Regions from separate parts of the Mus musculus genome. Here all the other regions are linked to region 1. A link is a contact called in public HiChIP or PLAC-seq and promoter capture Hi-C data. All regions are on one chromosome and are shown on one strand. Each heading gives the region's core, a stretch centred on a gene start, on an enhancer-like site or on the middle of the called end of the contact. The rest is flanking DNA. Distances are from core to core; before and after follow the strand shown. Region 1 holds the start of Zbtb39 (zinc finger and BTB domain containing 39). Region 2 has its middle 14 kb from the start of Gm23996. Region 3 holds the start of Ndufa4l2 (Ndufa4, mitochondrial complex associated like 2). Region 4 holds the start of Nxph4 (neurexophilin 4). Region 5 overlaps Sdr9c7 (4short chain dehydrogenase/reductase family 9C, member 7).

The links. Promoter capture Hi-C pulls out the DNA fragments that hold promoters and counts their contacts. HiChIP or PLAC-seq counts read pairs in DNA pulled down with a chosen protein or histone mark. Capture Hi-C pulls out chosen DNA fragments and counts their contacts.
Region 2: a contact with region 1 is called in a promoter capture Hi-C map of liver. The contact joins the enhancer-like site here to the promoter of Zbtb39 in region 1. A contact is called at or near these places in 11 of 39 promoter capture datasets (the C10 cell line, the HPC-7 cell line, cranial neural crest and 7 more), 2 of 15 datasets of contacts at CTCF or cohesin (the NIH/3T3 cell line and embryonic stem cells), 6 of 484 Hi-C or Micro-C datasets (bone marrow-derived macrophages, embryonic stem cells, liver and 1 more), 31 of 115 datasets of contacts at active chromatin or transcription factors (VIP interneurons, astrocytes, bone marrow-derived macrophages and 20 more) and 4 of 9 other capture datasets (adipose tissue, liver, macrophages and 1 more).
Region 3: an H3K4me3 HiChIP or PLAC-seq map of embryonic stem cells shows a contact between it and region 1, with 6 times the contacts expected there. The contact joins the promoter of Ndufa4l2 here to the promoter of Zbtb39 in region 1. A contact is called at or near these places in 20 of 39 promoter capture datasets (the 3T3-L1 cell line, 3T3-L1-derived adipocytes, the C10 cell line and 13 more), 2 of 15 datasets of contacts at CTCF or cohesin (CD8 T cells and embryonic stem cells), 14 of 484 Hi-C or Micro-C datasets (B cells, CD8 T cells, cerebral cortex and 4 more), 5 of 115 datasets of contacts at active chromatin or transcription factors (effector CD8 T cells, embryonic stem cells, memory CD8 T cells and 2 more) and 4 of 9 other capture datasets (adipose tissue, embryonic stem cells, liver and 1 more).
Region 4: a promoter capture Hi-C map of pancreatic islet shows a contact between it and region 1. The contact joins the promoter of Nxph4 here to the promoter of Zbtb39 in region 1. A contact is called at or near these places in 14 of 39 promoter capture datasets (the 3T3-L1 cell line, 3T3-L1-derived adipocytes, the C10 cell line and 9 more), 1 of 15 datasets of contacts at CTCF or cohesin (CD8 T cells), 3 of 115 datasets of contacts at active chromatin or transcription factors (embryonic stem cells and memory CD8 T cells) and 2 of 9 other capture datasets (adipose tissue and pancreatic islet).
Region 5: an H3K27ac HiChIP or PLAC-seq map of embryonic stem cells shows a contact between it and region 1, with 11 read pairs. The contact joins the enhancer-like site here to the promoter of Zbtb39 in region 1. A contact is called at or near these places in 11 of 39 promoter capture datasets (the C10 cell line, the HPC-7 cell line, cranial neural crest and 7 more), 1 of 15 datasets of contacts at CTCF or cohesin (embryonic stem cells), 17 of 484 Hi-C or Micro-C datasets (the C2C12 cell line, adipose-derived mesenchymal stem cells, bone marrow-derived macrophages and 11 more), 28 of 115 datasets of contacts at active chromatin or transcription factors (bone marrow-derived macrophages, cardiomyocytes, craniofacial prominence and 17 more) and 5 of 9 other capture datasets (adipose tissue, embryonic stem cells, liver and 2 more).

The regions. Positions count from the first base shown.
Region 1 is chr10:127,738,206-127,740,994 of GRCm38.p6, forward strand. It overlaps Zbtb39 (zinc finger and BTB domain containing 39), which reads left to right and starts at 1,325. Exons shown (of 2, transcript NM_198035.2): 1 at 1,325-1,457.
Region 2 is chr10:127,965,372-127,968,160 of GRCm38.p6, forward strand. No RefSeq gene overlaps it. Among named protein-coding and RNA genes, the nearest start is that of Gm23996, 14 kb to the left of the region's middle. Within about 2 kb of position 1,435, at least 6 of the 459 cell types and tissues checked have an H3K27ac peak or open chromatin away from gene starts, as enhancers often do. A contact at or near this core is called in hepatocytes, intestinal villus epithelium and liver, where this site is marked.
Region 3 is chr10:127,513,554-127,516,342 of GRCm38.p6, forward strand. It overlaps Ndufa4l2 (Ndufa4, mitochondrial complex associated like 2), which reads left to right and starts at 1,386. Exons shown (of 4, transcript NM_001098789.1): 1 at 1,386-1,485; 2 at 1,846-1,934; 3 at 2,712-2,772. The coding sequence starts at 1,429.
Region 4 is chr10:127,533,146-127,535,934 of GRCm38.p6, forward strand. It overlaps Nxph4 (neurexophilin 4), which reads right to left and starts at 1,414. Exons shown (of 2, transcript NM_183297.2): 1 at 1,231-1,414. The coding sequence starts at 1,287.
Region 5 is chr10:127,906,109-127,908,897 of GRCm38.p6, forward strand. All of the region lies in intron 3 of Sdr9c7 (4short chain dehydrogenase/reductase family 9C, member 7), which reads left to right. Among named protein-coding and RNA genes, the nearest start is that of Sdr9c7, 9.0 kb to the left of the region's middle. Within about 2 kb of position 1,388, at least 9 of the 459 cell types and tissues checked have an H3K27ac peak or open chromatin away from gene starts, as enhancers often do. A contact at or near this core is called in embryonic stem cells and induced pluripotent stem cells, where this site is marked.

The sequences.
Region 1 (2,789 bases), core at 75-2,574:
AGGCCAGAAGAGGGCACCAGATCTCATTAGCGATGGTTGTGAGCCACTATGTGGTTGCTGAAAATTGAACTTCGGACCCCTGGAAGAGCAGCCAGTGTTCTTAACCTCTGAACCAGCTCCCCAGCCCACAAAGGGAATGCTTTTATGGCAGATATGAAAGAGAGAGGACAGATAGGCTGGAATTGGCCATGAGACACAGGCCTGGGCTGGAGTTGTGCCTGGCTGGCAGGCGAGGCAGGATGGGAAGGAGCCAGCCTGGGCTGTCTAGGCTGTGTAAGGACGTAGGCAGGGGAGCTTTGGTTTTATGGCTAGTCTTGAGCAGGATCATTTGATGAGCAGATTCAGGAGAAGGGAGGAGGCCAGTGATGGAATTCTAGACAGGGGACGGACCCGTTTAGGAAGACACCTGGGTTGCCACGGTCCAGGTAACAGAGTGACTCCATCTGGCCATCTACCAGGAAGGAGGGTCCGTTTTGGGCTATCAGAAGAGCTTCCTGGGGATCTAACCTGAAATACTCCATTCGTTAATCATCTACCCCTGGTGAGAGTGTCTGGTGCTGCTTCCAGGAATTTGGCATTGTCACTGGGCTCGGACAAGGAAGTAGGCTCAGATAAGAACGTGAGAAACGGTGACTGTGGGGCTTTGTTTGCTACTATGCTTAATCATTACCGTGTGTGATCTCTTTGTTTACTACTTCTCTTGATTACTTTGTCTTTGGTCTAAGAACCATGTTTTTTGTTTTTTTTGGATGTACCTAGAATGATATAAAAGCTAAAAAAATAAAGTTGCTTCAGCCTCAGCCTCAGCACTGGCTGGAGTCATGTTATAGTTTTGTCAATTTTTTTTTCTTCTTTGCAATCCTCACTCCCTCCCTTGAGACCCGGTTGACTGACTGAGCTGGCTTGGTCAGACCCCGCCCCCCTCACCCCCATCCGCACAGTCACATACCTGCACCCGCACACAGGTTTTTAGAAGGCGCCTATATGTGTGCAAGGCAAGGTGACAAGCAGAACTCAAAAGTGGAGCTCTGGCAAAACCACAGATCCCTGCCCTCAGAAAGCTCGCGGGAGTCATAAATTAACTGAACAAGCACACAGATTTTTGCGAGGCTGTTGGGGGACAGGGTTGGTTGGACCTGCTTTTCACTCCCCAGGCGCCACAGCGAGCGGGCTGGTGTGGGCTCGTGGCTCCGCCCGGCCGTCGGGGGGCGCTGCCTCCTCCCGGACGGCGGGGGGCGCTGCGGGCCGGGCGGCGGGGGGCGCTGCCTCCTCCGGGACGGCGGGGGGCGCTGCGGGCCGGGCGGCGGGGGCGGCCCGGGCCGGCGCGGCGAGCGGCTCGGCGGATGGAGAGTCTGGCCGCGGCCGGCGGCGCCGCCTCCTCGTCGGGCCGGGCACGGCGGGCCGGGGCCTTTGTGTGAGGCGGTGGCGGCGATGGTGCTCGGACCCCGCGGAGCCGGGTAAGCGCGATCGGGTCCAGCCGGACTCCCGCTCGGCCTTTCTGTCGCCCTGGCTGGGCGCGCCCCGCCGGTGTCCCCGGCCGGCCCTGTCCTCCCTCCCGGCGACCGGGCCGCGGCTCCCGGGCCTCCGCTCGGCCGGCTCCCGCGGCGCCGGGCCTGGGTCGCACGGGGGCAGCCCGCGCTGTCTGTGGCGACCGAGGTGCGCCTTCCCGGCGGTGCTGCGCCCCAGCCCGGTGCTGTCCCTGCCCTGGCGGATCGCGGGGAGACCGCGGCACGGGCAGACCTTTGGTTGGGGCGTACTCCTTGCAAGTTGTATATCCATGGGGTGCCCGGAGCCTCCCACCGTGGATGAGTGACCGCCAGGGCCCGGGAGACGCGTGGTTGGTACCCAACAATACTCAGACGAGTGCTGGGCCCCCGGGAAAAGTTGGGAATTGTTGGTAGAACCTGGTGCGATGGAGAAAAGGGTTGTGCTGCTCAGGGCGAGTTGTGCGAAGCACACGCATGTGACTAGTTGTTTCTCCGAGGTGTGCAAGACCTGAGATGGGGGAAAAGTGATGTTAAAAACGCTTGCAGGAATCTTTCCCTTGCTTAAGGCATCCAGTTGTTACTGTATAGTTGGTAAAGACAGATACAACGTACCTAAGTAATGTTACATACCACAGTTGTGTTTGCTTTGGCTATGAGTTTAGCTTCATCCACAGAATACAGTAACGTTTGAGAAATTAGCATCCAGAAGGGGTCTGGGAAGGACCAGAGAATAGGCAAGTATCCCATGAAGGGCGAGGTGGGGATTCAAGAGTTTGAGATTTTGAGGTGGGGCTGGTGGTGGCTCTTATCTGTAATCTAGCATTTGGGAGATGGAGGTAGGAGTATCATAATGCCATCAAGATCATCCTTAGTAACAGAGCAATTTCAAAGTCAGCCTGGGCTACATAAGATCTCAAAAAGAAAAGAAAAAAAGAGCTGAGAGGTTTGTTTGTAGACTGGAAAGGACAGCTATGGCAGACAAGTAAAGGTGCAACCGTTACCTCTTCCTTAGCTGCTAATGGAGCATTGATAATAGTTCAAGTATATTCCTGGCATTTGGCATTGTGAGGAAAGAGAATAGACTTAATGATAGAAAGAAAAACTTGATTTAGGAAGAAGTTAGTAAAGAAACCCGAGCCTGTTGTTTGGATTGTACTGAGGGCTGAACATCCATTCAGTTGGAAGGCTCCTAGCTAGACACATATAGCTCACTCCCCTCTTTTAAAAACACACAGTCTGGCTTTCTACCCCAGGCTATCCTAGGACTCCTGTTATTCCCGTCCCAGACTTCCAAGTGCTACA
Region 2 (2,789 bases), core at 185-2,684, 230 kb after region 1:
TAAAAAAATGTGAATGTTCTTATGTAAATAGTAAACTAGTGACCGGATGTTTCGACTCGGGTTTACTCTGGACTGCTGGGTAGTAGGAGGGGATGAGAATTAGGGAGATTCAGACAAAAAAGGAATAAAACCAAGCTGGCTGGGGAAGTGGCTCAGCAGTTTGAGTGTGTACTGCTCTTAATCCAAGTTCAGTTCCCAGCATGCACACAGGACAGCTCACAACCAGCAGCAACTCTAGCTCCCCAGGAACCAGTGCTCTCTTCTGGACTCTGAGGGCACCTGAACTCACACGCACGCACGTGCATACACGCATACACACACACACACACACACACACACACATTTTTAAAAAGTGTTTTTAAAGGATTAAAACCATATTTCTTTTACAGTTTTGGCCAGATAAAGTATAGGAAAATAGCTAACTGGTAAAGAGGGCAAACTGCAGACCCATGACCCTTAAATATCCAAAATATATAACCAGATACCATATTTGTCTTTCTGGTTCTGAGTTAACTCACTTGGGATTTTTTTTTTCTAATTTCTTTCATTTACCTGATAATTTTGGTGGTTTTTTTTTAAGTGACTGAGTAATTAGATATTCTTTTGTGTAAACATTTTCTTTACCCATCCATCTATTGATGGACATCTGTTTCCAATGTGGGGCTACTATAAATCTTGAGTATGGCTGAACAAGGGCCTCCGTGGTAGGATGAAGTGTCCTTTGGGTATATGGCCAGGAATGGTACAGTTGGGTCTTGAAGTAAATAGACCCCATCTTTCTGAGGAACCACCACACTGCTTCCCACAGTGAGTGTACAAGTTTGCAAGTGTCCACCAGCAAGTGTCCTATGTTTTCCTTTCTCCACATTCTCAACAGCATGAGCTGTCATTTGTTTTGATCTTGGCCAATCTGACTGATCATTTGTTTTATTGATGTTGGTCAATCTGATTGGTGTAAGATCAAAGTAGTTTTGACTTGCATTTCCCCATGACTAAGGATGTTGGACATTTTTTTTGTTTTGTTTTGTTTTGTTTTGTTTTGTTTTTTTCGAGACAGGGTTTCTCTGTGTAGCCCTGGCTGTCCTGGAACTCACTTTGTAAACCAGGCTGGCCTGCCTCTGCCTCCCAAGTGCTGGGATTAAAGGTGTGCACCACCGGACATTGCACTTTGCCATTTGAATTTCCTCTTTTGGGGACTCTGTTTTGGCCCATACCCCACTTTTTAATTGAGTTGTTTTCTTGATCTCTGGTGTTTTTTATGTATTTTAGATACGGGCCCTCTATCAGACATGTGGTTGGCAACAAATATTTTCCTATTGTGTAACCTGTTGATTTGTCTGAATGACGGTGTCCTTTGCCTTACAGATGCTTCTCAGCTTCACACGGTCCCATTTATTATTAACTATTGCCCTTAGTGCCTGCTGGCGCCCGGTCCAGAAAGTCTTTTCCATTGCCAATGAGTTCAAGCCTGCTCTCCACTTTCTCTTCTATCAGGCTCAGTGTTACTGGCCTTAGGTGGAGACTTTGATCCACCTGGACTTGAGTTTTGTGCAGGTTGATAAATTGGATCTATTTGCATTCTTCTATATGCAGCTATCCAGTTTGACCAGCACCGTTTGTTGAAGGTGCTGTCTTCCCCACCCCCACCCACCCCTCACACTGTGTATTTCTGGCTTCTGTATCAAAAATCAGTTGACCATAGGTGTGTGGGGTTATTTCTGTGTCTTTGATTCTATTCCATCGACCAACATGTCTGTTTTTAAGATTTATTTATTTTATGTATATGAATACACTGTTACTGTCTTCAGACACACCAGAAGAGGGCATCAGATCCCATTATAGATGGTTGTAAGCTCTAAGTGTAGTTCCTGGGAATTGAACTCAGAACCTCCTGAAGAACAGTCAGTGCTCTTAACCACTGAGCCATCTCTCTAGCCCCCTAACATGTCTGTTTTTATGTTAAATAAATCCATGTTTTCTTATGTTAAGCCATCAATAAGCAAGCTATAATCTGTATAACCACAGAGGTTAGGTGAGAGTGTGGGGTTAGAGGACAAGGGGAATGGATCGTCAAGTAAGTTTCACTGGGGAAACGAACCTCTCAAGTACAGACCCCAAGCCCAGCAATAGACACCAACACAAAAGGAGCTCGAGGGAGATCTTTGGATGTTCTGTGTCGGGTAATGTTGCCAGGCATTTTTTTTTCCTTTTAACTTTACAGATTCTCTGTGTATATATCATGGCTTCTTGGTTTAAGTGTCTATGGGATTTCTGTGTGTACAAACATGTGTGTCTCTGGGTCTATGTACAGGATATTAATTCAAAATGCCCATGGAGTCCACATTAGAGAATAGGAGTCTCCTGCAGACTTTATTATACCATCTTTAAAACAACTGATTCACACTTCTATCTATACCTGCTTATAAGAGGCATCTAGTCAAACCAGGATTTAAACCCAAAATTCCCGTGGAGCCCATGTGAGACAGAATATGAGTCTCCTGTAAGACTTATTAGAGCAATATATCTTTATACCATCTTTAAAGCAATTAATTTAAACTTCCTCTAATATCTGCCTATAGGAATCAGATAGTTTTTAATTAAGCTCTCTGCCTAGAGCAGCCATCCTATTATACCATCTATCTATTGTGCTCTCTACCAGGAGCCACGCCACGGTCATTTATTTAATTAATATCTATTATAATATCTATCTGTTATGCTCTCTACCTGGAGCCACAGACTTCTATTAATTAATACCTGTTCACAGCAGGCAATTATTACTGCACTCTCTA
Region 3 (2,789 bases), core at 136-2,635, 220 kb before region 1:
AGAGTCCTGGCTCCCCAGCTGTGCCACAGACCACCAGATGTGCAGCCCAGCTGGGCAGCTGCTGGAGCTTGAGCTCCAAGATTGGTATTTAGCACCACCACCACCACCACCCCGGTAGCAGTCCAGGCTTAGAGGCGCTGGTGACAGGACACACCCTCCCTGGCCCAGCCCTAGAGGTGGGGACGCTCAGGAAGGGCCCTGTTCTGCTCTAGGCTCTGACATCCCATCAGCCCCCCTCCTCTACACCCACCCCCTCCCCCACACACGTCTCAGTGAGTCTCTGTCTCTTTGTTCTCGCCATGTCTCTGACACTTTATCTCATTATCCGCCGGAGGGAGGCGGAGAGCTCGGACCCCGCAGCCTAATTACAGCAGAGCTTGTCAGCTCAAGGGGCGGGCGAGGTATCGGTGTGTAGGAAAGGGAGGGGCCCCTCAGAAAGGGTTGTCTCTCTCCCTGTACCCCAGGGAGGCAGTGGCGGTACACAGCTCATCCCAGCAGGGGTCCACCATAGTACAAGTTCTTTAGGAGAGAAATGGGGGAGCATAGCAGAATCCAGCGGCAGGGGCTAATCGAGAGGGGTGATAGAAATTAACATGGAAGCGAGGAGAAGAAGAGGCTCACTTCCTGTGTCCCCAAAACCAGTCCTCCAAAGACAGCGGGTGGATGGGGAAAACTTCCTGCCCGGGCAATATAGCATATACCTAATCCCCCACCCCCTTCCCACCGGTTTTCAACATCTCTTCTAGTTTTCTATGGCTGCTTCCTTAATTCGGAGCTCTTCTGCTAGTCCCAAAGCCAGAGATGAGTATGGTGGACTCCTCGGAGGGCTCTTCCTTCCTCATCTCAAGCCCCTAAATTGCTACAACTGTTGCCTTATGCCTTGAGCGGTGCAGATTCATACACCTGCAATCTCCACCTCTTGACTACTCCAGGCCAACCACAACCCAGCAAAACCGCCCAGACCAAGAGGGGCTGGCAGCACTAACTTTGCTCACGTGCCTCTTATACGCGAAAGGCCTGCTAGCTCCAGGAGTGTAGACAACGTACTGTGCATGCCCCCACTGTTCCCTGCTCCCTGCAGTGGACACTCCACATCCCCACTTTGTTAGAAGGCTGTCTGCTTGTCTGTCCCACATCTGGATCCCCTTTCAGTCTCTGGAAGCCAAAGAGGTTCCTCCCTCAGATACCCAAAGACCCAAGTATAATGGTGTCTCCTGGGCCAGGGTTTCCCTTTCAGTAAGAGAGAGTTGGGAAGGAGGAACCTCAAGGCTCCGCAACAACTTCCAGCCTGTTTTGGATCTGGAACTGCAGGGAGAAAGCAAGCTGGGTGGAGCTGGCGGGGCTAGGCTGACCCCTCCCTGATGGGGGGCGGGACCCCAGGGTGAGGAATAGAAGAGATCCACCTAGAAGACCAGACACTGGGACAAGATGGCAGGAACTAGTCTAGGGACCCGCTTCTACCGGCAGATAAAAAGACACCCTGGGGTGAGTTCAGTCCTCAGATCTAATTCCCCTCTTGTCACCCTGCCTCTCAAGCCCTCCCCACCCCCACTCCCCCCATCCTGCTTCCTGTCCGGTTTCCTTAGTGTTCCCAAGTTTTCCCAGGGACATTCTATGTCCTCTCTCTGCAATGTACTCAATGTCCCTGCAACCTGCCTTGGACAGGATCACTGTAAGGGTAAGGGACAGCATGCTGAGGATGTGGCTGTAGGTTTCAGGCCCCACTCCCAAAGGGAAGGTGGCATCAGACCTTGAGTAAAGATAAAGGGACAGGAAGAAAACTAGGACAGAGTGAGTGGGAACTGAGCAGAGTTCGGACCCTGAGAGTGCCTGGTTTTTCTGCAGCTCATCCCAATGATTGGCTTCATCTGCTTGGGCATGGGCAGTGCCGGACTCTACTTGCTGCGACTTGCCCTGCGCAGTCCTGATGTCTGGTAACAACAGGTCTTGGGAGGCAAGAGGGCAGGGGTCCTGGGTGGAATAAAATGGTCTAAGGTGGGACCTTAGACCTAGAAGGACCCTCGGTCTGTGTCCGTCCTCATTTCCACTGCCACCCAGCATTTCCCAGGGTTGGAGTGGCCCCTGACCTGAGAGACCCTCACCTCCCATCTGGACCACCTGGTGGCTCACTGTCAGTGGCTAGCCACGTGGGGCAGCTGGAATCCCAGCAGCTCACCACAGGGTTGCCATGGCGACACATCTCTACTGGCCATGTCTGGTGGCTTTTAGGTACCTCTATGCCTGACCGGAAGTGCTGGATGTCTGGCAGTGTGGGACTCCTGAGGGTCTTTGGTTGTACTGGGACTTTGTGTCCTGCCAGAAGCATCAGGGGGGTCAGTCCTTTGACAAGCAGAAGGCCAAAGCACCACCCACTCTGATCCTGGAGTCTGAGGTGCACCCACTGAAAGTACTGTCCTTCAGGATTTCTGCCTGACTCCCAGGACTCTGCCCTGAGCGGTTGGGTGAGGGAGGCTAACCCTGGGCAGTCTATAGGCTAGGTTGTCATTTGGTCATCAGCTGCCATACTTCTTGCCAGCACCTCCCAGGGATGGCGATGACAACGACACTCACTCCCCCTTCTCTGTCAGTCTCTAGGAAATGTTCTCCCCTCCTCAGGGTAGGGCGCCAGGGGTGGTGATACTGAGGCCATGTTTAATGCCAAAGTCCTGGTTCCCAGAAAAGAAACTTTAACCTTCCTGTCCTGTTCACAGCTGGGACAGAAAGAACAACCCAGAGCCCTGGAACCGCCTGAGTCCCAATGACCAGTACAAGGTAACTGTAGAACCAGT
Region 4 (2,789 bases), core at 164-2,663, 200 kb before region 1:
TATTTATTTATTTATTTATTGCCCAGTTTCCGTTCTCTCAAGGTCACTAGGCAGATAGGCTTGGGAGAATCCAAGGGCTCTACTAACTGGCTCACTGGGGCAGTGTCTACCCTATTGTAGTTATGAGGACACCACACCAGGCCTGGGGTCCAAGCGTTTTGGAGGAGAATTACTGGTTTCTCTTAAAGACTGGGGATTGAGGTCCAAGAGTGAGGGCTTGTGGAGCCAACTGGTTGCCCTTAAACTGGGTAGGTCATAGTTGAGAAAGGAAGTTGGGGGCAGAGTCTAAACTACCCTTGTGGGTCACACTTCAGGGCACAAATAGATGGCAGTGCTTTGAAGCAGGCACAATCAACCATGCAAAGACAATGTCTCCACCATGGCATGCCAACATAGACATTCACCTTGGGTCCCAGTGCCTGGATTCCCTGGACACATGCATACAAGGGCTGGTTTTAACCCATACACTCCATGTCCGCACTGTGAGCCCATATGGGCTGAAGATCTCAAGGCAAGAGTCGGGCAGGATGAGCTCTGGGCCCTTTTAGCCTTTGGGTCTTCACCCAGAAACCCCAGGAAAAGAGACAGTGAGAAGGGTGGGGGCAGGAAGGAGATGTAAGGAGAGACTCCCCTCCCAGACAACAACCACCAGGCGTGAGAGGGGGGTGTGTCTGTGAGGTTATGCAGGGGAGATGGTGTCTCCGCGGGAAATGGGATGGAAGATTGTAGCCAAGTTCAGCCCTGCTGGTGTGGGTCCGTGTAAGCGCGTGTGCCTGGATAATGTATGCTCGGATCGCAGAGCTTACCTGGCATTGTGACAAGGAGAAGAGGAATGGGAAGGTGGAGGGTGAGAGGTGGAAGGACAGACAGACAGACAGAGGGAGGCAAGCGAGGTAGGTGCGGAAAGAAGGCTAGGCTAACACCCGCTGGCTTGTCTGTCTGTCTCGCACTCCTTCTCTGTCTGGCGCACTCGCGGGTCGCGCTTCGTCCCCTCCCCCCGTCGCGCCTGAATCCGACTGGAGCCGGGCCTCCACCCTGCACCTTCTTCTAACCCTCAGCCAACTTGCTGGGTGCATGCCAGTCCTAAAGCGGGCAGTCTGTCTGTCCACGTCCCCCACGACGCACAAAGTTGGGACGCTTAGTCCTGGGGGCGGGGCGGACGCGCGGAGCCCCCTGGCATGCAGTGTTCTTCGTGTCCCGGACCCCGCACCTTGGCTCTGCCACCCTTACCTTCCTAAGGAGCCAAGGACCAAAGAGCAAGAGGAGCCATTCCGGGAGCAGCCGCATCTTCCCGAGCGGTCGAGCGGGTCGGGCAGGGCGGGTCCCGAGTCCGGCAGGACTGGGCTCAGGGTGAGGGACGCCGGGCAGAGGGCGGCGGCGCGAGCAGCGGGAGCGGGCGGCTCGGCCCGCGGACTGAGCGCGGAGCGGAGCAAGGCGCTGGGGGCGGGGCGCGGGCGGGGGAGAAAGTTGGGTCTGAGTCGGGCGGGCGGGGTGGGGGGGCGGGGCTCCGCGGTGCTCCAATCCCGGCCGCGCCCCGCGCGCCCCCTCCCGCCCAGCTGGGGGCAAGGAAGGTGACTTTCACCGTGACACACCCTGGACACACCCCTGGCTCAGGTGTGAAGCTGGAGAGGGGCAAGGGGTTTGGGGAGCAGCACCCCAAAGACGCCAGGTCTTGGGGCAGATGAGGGCTACAATAGGGCGTGGGACTCTAGGCCCTGAACTGTGAGCGGGAAGGGGTCGTCGCGGAGCATGAGTTCCCATACACAGGCTAGGGAACGCAGCAGGACCCTGTCCTGTGATGCCCGAGGTGGATGGGTGGGGGGTGTTTCTATAATCCTGGCAGAGGTAGGTCTAGGGCAGTGATCCGGACAGGGACCGAGGTGAGGGCGGGCGGGGCCTCGGGCGACTAGCACTGAGCGCGGCGCTGACGGGGATGGATGGGCGCCCCGCGGCTCATTCGGCCTGGAGATGAGAATCATTGATCACGGACGGAAACCCCATCACGTCTGTCAATAGGGCTGACAAACGGCGCCCGCCGCCCTGTCCCCGCCCCGCGGCACCTCTGCGGCCCCCGGACCCCTTGGCTAAACCGGCTCTTTTAAGTTAGCCCCTGATCCGCACTGTTGACCCTGGCCTGATCCAGAGCACCCTTGTTTGGTGCTAGGCAGGAAGTCCTCAGTGCCTTCTGCCCCTCTTGGTACGAGCCCTGTGCTTTCTCTCCCACAATCCCATCTTCCACTCTCAGCTCTTCTCATCCCGTCCCCTTCCCTGTCTATCTCTGTCCTTGTCTCTCTCTGTCCCCAGCTCCAGCACGGTCTCTGTTCTCATCCTCAGGGCTGTTTCTTCGTGTTTCCTCCTCCCACTGGTCTTTCTCTCTCTCCCCTACCCAGGGAGTCTTCAGCTGTCAGCTGTTGCTATGCGCTGTGTCTGAGGCTGAGTAGGTAGTATGACCAACACCTAGACAGCAAGAGATAGGACCATGCAAAGAGATGAAGAGACAGACACACATCCCAAGGTGTGTCTCCAGTCTTACCCCACTGTAATAGTACCCTGCTACACTGTAGCAGTGAGGCCACTTCACATACAGACCAGCATACACAGAGGCACATAAGCACACAGAGACGGACACACATGATTTATACACACAGTAGCATACAGTGATATACAGAAACAGCTAGGTACCCAAAGTACCTCTTGCCTTGACAGAGGCAAATACCCACAGGGACACACACACACACACACACACACACACACACACACACACACAGGCAATCTGAAAGACAAGCCTA
Region 5 (2,789 bases), core at 138-2,637, 170 kb after region 1:
TATCCTGAGCTACATAGTGAATCTGAGGCCACCCTGGGCTACAAAGTGAAACTTTGTCTCAAAAATAAACAAAAATGACCCCAAACCCAAAAGGTCAGGTTTGTAAAGTATAAAATTCAAAAGTGTCTGAGGTGTTGGCTTTCTGTTCTTGCAACAAATCGCTGAGATGATCAGCAGAAAAAGAAAAGCTGTTGTTGCCCTGCTGTTTTGAGAATTGTTCAGTCCATGATTAGTTGACCTTATTGTTTCTTTGGGCCTGCAGCGATACAGTGTATCAATTGCTCACAGCAGAACAAAACTCTTCTTTTGGTGGCTGGGAGGTGAAAGAGACAAAGGAGGGCCTGGGGCCCTACCAGCATCCCCTTCAAAAGCTCCTAGACATCTAAAGACCTCTTACCTCACTTTCTAAAGTTCTAAGACTGCCTAATAACACCAGGCTGGGGCCCAAGCCTTTAATGCATAGGTCTTTGGGAGATACCTAAGATCCAAACTACAACAACGTAAGTCAGTCTGTCAGTCAATCCATGATAGGTCTGAATCTACCCAGGAGGGTGAGCATCTCAGTGACACGTTTTCTCTGGAGCAGGCTCCCTATTTCTTGGTGTTACTTTTAGCCATATCTGGGGTAGAATCAAATTAAAGTGGCACACAGTCACTAGAGTAGGCCAGCAAGCAGAGGGCAATGTTCTTCCACTGATGGATCCCAGGATAAACTGCAGCCAAATGGGTTAAGGAGGATCTGAGAGGGGTCAGACTATTAACTGAGCTTCTTGTCTCATCCGCACTCTGCTGGGAAGCCAGCAAAAGTTCCCATTTAAGTTCCTTCTTAGGGAGTATGTATATGGACCACAGGAGAAAACAGAGAGTTGAGCCTTAGAGCCCAAGTGGGAAAGCCAGGATACTTCCTAGAGTGCTGTGTCTCCATGATGAGAACTCTTTCTCAAGGACTCAGATCCAAATCCCCTGCTCTCCATTACCATCTGGGAGAGCAGAGGGCTGGGTGGGCGGGAATCTGTCTCATGGGAATTCCACGCAAAATTGGAGCTAACAAATATGTCAAAAAAACAGTGTAAAAGCCTACAGCCTCTGTATCCAGACACCTCCTTCCACATGCCCCTGAGGACCTCTGCTACTTTCCCTCAGCCTGCATGGGCTCTATGTCCCTAAGGGAGGCAATGTGCAGAACCCCGAGTACCTACCTAGTCACCCTCCTGCCCAGGCCTCGCTGGGGAGAGATTCATGCTGGGTACAATGTTGGAGGTGTCTGAGAGCCACATCACTAAAAGGACAGCCTGACTTGTGAGAGTGAGCAAGGCTCTTCAAGGGGTGGGGGTGGCAATGTGCAGCTAGAGGCTGGCTAAGGATTCTTGAGTGCCCACCCACTATCTACAAGCATCCTGGCCCAGAATTAATGGGTGATTTACTCACCTAGAGCATGCCAGAGTCAGGAGACCTTTGTTATTGTTCTCCAGCTTTTTTTTTTTAGAAGTTATTTTCTTTATTTACATTTCAAATGTTATTCCCTTTCCTGGCAGCTTTAATGCTTTGTCATGGAAGTCTGACCCTCAAACCCATTTTCTCTGGAGTCCTTTCTCTTCCTGAGGTTTGAATCCCACTCCACCCCCATTCAAATGCCTATCTCTGTCCCAGAGTCTGGGAGGAGGGGCATGGTGAGGTGCCTGAGGCCTGCCTGTTGTTTATGTCATGAGCCCCAACAGGTGTGAACTGCTCAGCTGCCAATCTGTATCTCCTCCACACCTGTGTGCAGAATCACTAATTTTAATACTTTTTCCCCAGATATTTTTGTAGACAATATAGAACTCACAGAAGAAAAATTAACAGCAATAACTAGGCATCCCACTAGCCAATAGTTTCACTTAGTTTTAATGTGTGTGTGTGTGTGTGTGTGTGTGTGTGTGTGTGTGTGTGTGTGTGTATGTGTGTATATGTGTATGTATGAGTATGTGTGTATGTGTATGTATGTATATGTATGTGTGTATGTGTGTGTTTTATGTATGTGTGTGTGTATGTATGTGTGTGTGTGTATGTGTATGTATGTGTGTGTGTGTATATGTGTGTGTGTGTGTTTTATGTGTGTGTGTGTGTATGTATGTGTGTGTGTGTATGTGTATGTGTGTGTGTGTGTGTGTATATGTGTGTGTATATATGTGTGTATGTATATATATGTGTGTGTGTGTATATATGTGTGTATGCGTGTGTTTGTTGTGTGTATGTGTGTATGCGTGTGTTTGTATGTGTGTTTGTGTATGTATGTATGTATATGTATGTGTATATGTATGTGTATGTGTGTAGGTATGTATGTATATGTGTGTATATATATGTGTGTATGTATGTTTGTGAATGTATATGTGTGTGTATATATGTATGTGTGTATATGTATGTATTTGTGTGTATGTGTGCATATGTATGTGTATGTGTGTATGTGTGAGAGAGACTATGCATCTCTTTCATTCTGTCCTTCCATATCATCCATTCTGCTATTAATCAATGTTAAGGTTTGAACTGGAAATGACTTCCAAAAGTTCACATGTTAAAGGCTGGGTCCCCAAGACAATATTTAGAAGTGGGGGCCTTCTGGGAGCCATTGAATCACAAGGGCTCTGATGTTATCAATGGATCAAGCCCTCTGAGCTATAGTGCAGTGGTAGAGTACCTGCCTAGTGTGTCTGGGAGTCTGTGCTCAATCTCCAAGATCACACACAGACACACACACACACACACACACACACCCCACACAAACTCGCATGCTCCAGGAAAGATTGGGGGAG